Regions from separate parts of the Sus scrofa genome. Here region 1 is linked to region 2. A link is a contact called in public HiChIP or PLAC-seq data. All regions are on one chromosome and are shown on one strand. Each heading gives the region's core, a stretch centred on a gene start, on an enhancer-like site or on the middle of the called end of the contact. The rest is flanking DNA. Distances are from core to core; before and after follow the strand shown. Region 1 holds the start of FAH (fumarylacetoacetase). Region 2 holds the start of ZFAND6 (AN1-type zinc finger protein 6).

Region 1 (2,835 bases), core at 184-2,683, 80 kb before region 2:
GCTTTACAGAGTGAATTAAGACTTTACCTTGAAAGTTGGGGGCAGAAATCTAAGCCAAAAATACAAATAAATCCAAGGGAAACTGCTTTCCCCACTCTGGGAAGCTTCTTATATGTTTGTTGATAAACTCCCAGTTTTCAAAGATTTCTTTCTGCCAAGCAGACTACACGCTCTAAAGCGAAATTTCCTTTCTCTGCCTCAAAGGGCTTCTGAACAGTGAGGGAGCCCAGGGAGCCCTGGGAGCTGCAAGAAGACCAGCTGGAGGCAAAGAAACTTGACTTCTTAGACTATTAGATCCCAAGGCACTCACCCCTCTGAGCTACTAAAAATATTGAGTTGATCAGTATTTCCTGAGTTCTAGGGTTAGGGACTAACCTGGGAGTTGAGCAACTGGCCGTATAGTCTCTGGGGGAAGGAAACAAAGCCAAATGACTTTGGGGTTGACTGTGAGTTCAACTCCTCTGTAATAATAATCAAACTTGCTCTGTTTGCCTGAGGAGGTGATTCATATGTTTTCTCTTATTTTGCATTTAATTCTCACATAAACCTGTAGAAACTGAGGCTGAGAGTTTCAATAACTTGCACATCTAGAGGTTGCCAGGAGGAATATGAATCCACCAAGCACTCTCCACGATCTACGCAAAAGAAAAAAGGTGGGAGTTCCCGTTGTGGCACAGCGAAAACGAATCTGACTAGTATCCATGAGGATGCGGGTTCACCCCTGGCCTTGCTCAGTGGGTTAAGGATCCAGCGTTGCTGTGAGCTTCAATGTAGGTGGCAGACTTAGCTCAGATCCTGCGTGGCTGTGGCTGTGGTGTAGACCGGCAGCTGCAGCTCCGATTAGACCCCTAGCCTGGGAACTTCCATATGCCCGGGGTGCAGCCCTAAAAAAGCACACACACACAAAAGGAATAAGGCCCCTGCCTCCACCCTACCTCCCAACGCACCCCCAGGGGTGAAAACGAGAGACACAGCTCTCAAGGCCCCAAATAGCACTGGGGATCTTCGCAAGAAGTTTCTAGCATAGAAATGACCAGCTCAACGTCCTGCTTTATCTGACCAGGGCGGAGCCACAAAGAGGAGTGGGGGTTCTGGGCGAAGGGGACGCCCTCCCTCCCGGCGCCCGGAAGCCGAGCATGGCAGCTCACGTTGCCTGTAGTGGAGAAGACGCCGTAGGGCAGGTTGTGGATAGGGAAGTCAGAATCCTCGGCCACAGGGACGAAGGACATGCTGGCGAGCACCGAGCAGAGAAGCTGGCTGCGGGTTGCGGGCTGCGGGCGATCAGCGGGCCGGGACTCGCCGAGGTGGTCAGGCCGGGTCACGCCCCCTGAGGACCCCGCCCCATCAGGCCCGCCCCACCAGAGTTGACCCCTTGACCCAGCAGGGCCCGGCCCGCCCTACCCGAGGGCTCCGCCTCTCCTCGAGCCCCGCCCCTCCACAAGGCCCGCTCACCAAGAGGCCCCATCCCCATTAGCCCCGCCCCTCCATGAGGCCTGTTTCTCCGCAAACTCCACCCCTGGACAACCCCTCCTCCCCCTCCCACTCCAGTTTCGCTCATACGCTAGCAGCCCCACCTCCTCATTGAGAGCCCTCCTCCCCGAGTCCACCTCCCAGGAGGCCTTGGTCCAGTTGCTGGTGCAGGGTCCTCGGTCCTACCGAGAGCGATGCCAACCTGGCATTTAAGGCTCTGCCGGGGGTGACTTCAGCCTCGTTTTCCCTCGGTTGTGTGCCCTGCTTTTCAGCTCAACAAAAGTCTTGTTGGTTTCCTGGATACAGCAGACACTTTGACGCCAGATGCTACCTCCTGAGCTGGAACATTGCTTCCAGTCCAGTCCAGTCTTTTCTGCTTTCATAAACCATGCTAATCTGTCAGCTATGGCACTTTGACTTTATCAGTGAAAGGATCATGCCTGTTTGGAAGGCTTAAATTAATGAAAATTAATATTCTAAAAAATATCACTCACCTGGGAGTTCCTGTTGTGGCTCAGCGGTAAGGAACCTGACAAGTATCCATGAGGATGTGGGTTTGATCCCTGGTTCTGCTCAGCAGGTTAAAGATCCAGGGTTGAGGTGAGCTGCAGTGTAGGTCACAGATGCGGCTCAGATCCCAAGCTGGCTGTGGCTGTGTCTTAGGCAGGCAACTGCACCTCCAATTCCACCCCTAGCCTGGGAACTTCCAGATGCCGCAGTTACGGCCCTAATACACACACACACACACACACACACACACAGCGTATGTATATATATATATAGATAGATTATAAAATACCTGTTTATTGCATATACCAGTGTTAAAATGACATTGGCAAGTTGTTTGATGTTGGGCAAGTTACTTAACCTCTTTCTGGCTCAGCTTTCTTCCCTGTATAAGGTTGATAAAACTTCCTACTTCACAGAGTTGATATGAGAATTAAATTAACTGTGGAGCACTTGCACCTGACATACAGAAATTCTAGGTGTTTGTGTGTAAAGATTAAAAGGGGAGACTGAGGAGTTCCCATCGTGGCACAACGGAAATAAATCAAACTAGGAACCATGAGGTTTCAGGCTCAATCCCTGACCTTGCTCCGTGGGTTAAGGATCAGGCATTGCCATGAGTTCTGGTCTGTGGTGCAGACGTGGCTCGGATCCTCTGTGGCTGCGGTGAAGGCTGGGAGCTGTAACTCTGATTCGACCCCTAGCCTGGGAACTTCCATATATCACAGGTGTGGCCCTAAAAATCAAAATAAATAAATAAATAATAAAAGGGGAGACTGAGAAAAAGAAAGAAGGGAGGGGAAGAGAGGGAGAAAAAAATGAAGGAAGGGAGCAGGAGAGGAAAAACAAATTCACATC
Region 2 (3,070 bases), core at 352-2,851:
GCTTTATGGAGCTATAATTGACATAGAATAAACTGCACATACTTCCAAGTGTGAAATGTGATTTGTTTTGACACAGGAAATCATCACTACAATCAAGATAATAAACCGACAGCTCCTAAATATTTCTCCTGTACACCTTCGTGACTCGTCCCCCTTAAATATATTTTAAAATGTGACAGAAAAAGTTAAAAGCAAGTTGTTTGGTAAATTTAAGTGTGCATATTTTGCAGAAAAAGAACTTTTTCCCCTGAAGCTCTGGACTATGGGTAACTCGGCAAGTGTCCTAAAACATAATTATTACATAACTAGCTTTAAACGTGTATGGTATTTTACATTTAAAAAAATCAAATTTCGAACTTCATTTGAAAGGGGAATTTAAACCTCTTTCTCAGAGGATTAAAATGAGAAACTAACCAGTTTTTTTTTTTTTTTACTGCCAAACAACTTTAAATAAATGGTCTGTATGTAACCCTAAGCCCTTAACTTCTTCACACTGTTGAACTACTTTCTAGTTTGAAGATCAATCATCACAGCATCTTAATCCTGTAGCTCTGCACAAAATTTCAACATAAACTTAGAATCATTTCCAACACAATGTTCTTCTGAACTTGTTTACGTAGCTAGAAGGCAACTCGAAAATACTATTTGGGAGGAGAGAAAATGCAGAGGTCCTGGGCCCTCCAAAGAGGAGCAGAGGAGAAAGAGACCAACCCCGGAAGCCCTCTTGTAACCCGACTTGCTAGACTTTCCCCCCCCTCGCTGGTTTTTGAAAACACAGCAGGTGAAAAACATTCCAAAAAGGACTCGGGCTCGGAGACGCGGAGACGTGCGGGGGGAGGGGGGGAACCTTGACTGGGTCTGGTGACAGGGACGCTCCCGACGGTGCCCGGGGTCCCTAAGACCCTCACCCGCAAAATGCCCGGAATGGGGTCGCGGCGGCGAGCGTCGCGGCTCCCGAGGCCCGCCGACAGTGGGGGTCCCGACCTTGGTGCGCCAACCCCCCCCACCCCGCCCCCGGCGGGAAGCTCAGTACCGCGAGCGCTGGGCGCTCGTCTGAGGGGGTCAGCCGCGCCTCGGCCCCTGCCCCCGGGGCCGGGAAGCCCCTCGCCCCTCAGCAAACGCCTGGCCCTGGCCCGCGAGCCAGCGGCCGGCGGCGGGCCCACCACCTGCTGCGCCCGCCGGCCGCCCTCCGCTTCCGGCTCGCCCGCGCCGGGAGGGGCCGGGGGCGGGCCTCGCCTCAGCCCGGTGGGGGAAGGGAGCGGGGGGGGAGGGGAGGCGCAGGGGCGCCCGGGCCCCGCGGGCAGCGCTCCTCACCTGGCGGCGGCCCTCTCCGCCTGACGCGCTGCCCGCCGCCGCCGGTCGCCGCCGGTGAATGGGGACAGGTGAGGCCGCCGAACCCCTGCTCGCTCCGGCCCCGCCGCCGCCGCCAGCCCCTCCGTCCGCTGTTTATTAAACTTTTCTGTTTGGTTGTTCGGCCTGTGACGCGACCGCCGGGGAGAGCTCCAGGATTGGCCGATGCAGGGCGCTGACGCGGCAACCCCCTCCCGCAGCCTAATTATTACCGGCCCGGGAGCAGCCGCAGGCCTGAGCCGGCGGGGAGGGGCGGGGCCAGAGCTCTGAGTGCGCGGCGATTGGCCAGAGCCCAGAGAAGAGGCGGGGCGGAACGAGAGGAGACGCTCCTCCGCCCTCTCTGCCTCCACTGCCCCCTGGGAGCCCCCTCCCACCCAGGTCTCTCTCCCTCCCACAGCCGCGGGCTGACAGTTCGAGGGGTCGCGTGGAGATTCGATGAACCGGGCGCTGTAGATCCAGGTTCCCTCTGCTCCCTCGAAGGGAGTGGCATGTTCTGGTCCCCGAATGAGGCGCCGGAGTTTCGCTCCACCTGCCAGTTGTGCAAGAAGGAATTCTGAGCTCTCCCCACGTGCAGTCTTGTGCCCCCCCCCCCATCTTTGCAAGCGCAAAGTCTAAGGTCTGGGTGCATACACGAAGGCAGTACCCTGCCCAACCCTGAACCATGGCTTGGAAAGAGAAGCAAGACTCGAAGCGCGCGTGCACACCTGTGTCACACACTCACACACGGACCCACACGCCTCCACAAGCACCTGGTTCCCAGCCTTTTCAAAAGCGCGTGTCCACTTCCCAGCAGAGTGGTACAGGCCGTGTTACTGCGCGGGGGGCTTGGGGTGATGAGGAGAATGACTCCCCAGCAGTTTCTCAGCCTTCCGGCTCACGCGCAGCACAAGAAGTACAAGACCATAGTTCGAGGTCATTCAGTCCTACAGTGATTGAGGGTTTCGGATGACGCCAGCAGGTAGGAGGCGGACGGAGTCCTGAGGATCCTCTTGTATTTTTATATTTGATGTTTTGTTCATGAATTTTTTGGAATTAATTCGAATTATACTTTAACATATAGATTTAAAATGTTATCTTGATTACTTAGCTTTTTAGTACCTCTTTAAATTTGAAGGGATTATCTCACTATCCTCACCCTAATGGCATCTCAACTGGGGGAGAGAGATTTTGACCTGTGTCACAGTAAGGTATTTTGCAGTAGGCCTTTGGGATAAGAAGCAGTTAATTATGGAGGAGAAGATATGGGGCCAGAAAGAAGTTTTCAAGGAGAAGGTGGCATTGGCTTTTGGCACTGAAGAGTGCTTACAACCTAACCTGCTGGGAACCAAAAGAATCATTTTCCTACTCTCCTAAAGAGGCTGGAAGATTGGAGTTCCTGTCGTGGCTCAGCGGAAACAAATTTGACTAGCATCCATGATGACGCAGGTTGGATCTTTGGCCTCTCTCAATGGGCTAAGAATCCAGTGTTTCCATGAGCTGTGGTGTAGGTCTAAGATGCGGCTCAGATCCCGTGTTGCTGTGGCTGTGGTGTGGGCCAGTGGCTATAGCTCCGATTTGACCCCTAGCCTGGGAACCTCCATATGTGTGGGTGTGGCCCTAAAAAGAAAAAAGGAAAAAAAAAAAAAAAAAAGAGGCTGGAAAATGCAGGGTGGGGTTTGAAGAATAGAATGTGAAGTGTTGTGAGGTGACCAACAGATGCATCAGGGGGCCAGGACCTGTA

What was found. HiChIP or PLAC-seq counts read pairs in DNA pulled down with a chosen protein or histone mark.
Region 1: a contact with region 2 is called in an H3K27ac HiChIP or PLAC-seq map of alveolar macrophages. The contact joins the promoter of FAH here to the promoter of ZFAND6 in region 2. A contact is called at or near these places in 2 of 5 promoter capture datasets (fetal liver and liver), 8 of 47 Hi-C or Micro-C datasets (alveolar macrophages, blood, embryonic fibroblasts and 3 more) and 2 of 2 datasets of contacts at active chromatin or transcription factors (alveolar macrophages and skeletal muscle).

What each region holds. Positions count from the first base shown.
Region 1 is chr7:49,046,431-49,049,265 of Sscrofa11.1, reverse strand. FAH (fumarylacetoacetase) reads right to left here and starts at 1,433. Exons shown (of 14, transcript XM_003356648.4): 1 at 1,149-1,433. The coding sequence starts at 1,229.
Region 2 is chr7:48,965,933-48,969,002 of Sscrofa11.1, reverse strand. It overlaps ZFAND6 (AN1-type zinc finger protein 6), which reads right to left and starts at 1,601. Exons shown (of 6, transcript XM_021098857.1): 1 at 1,315-1,601.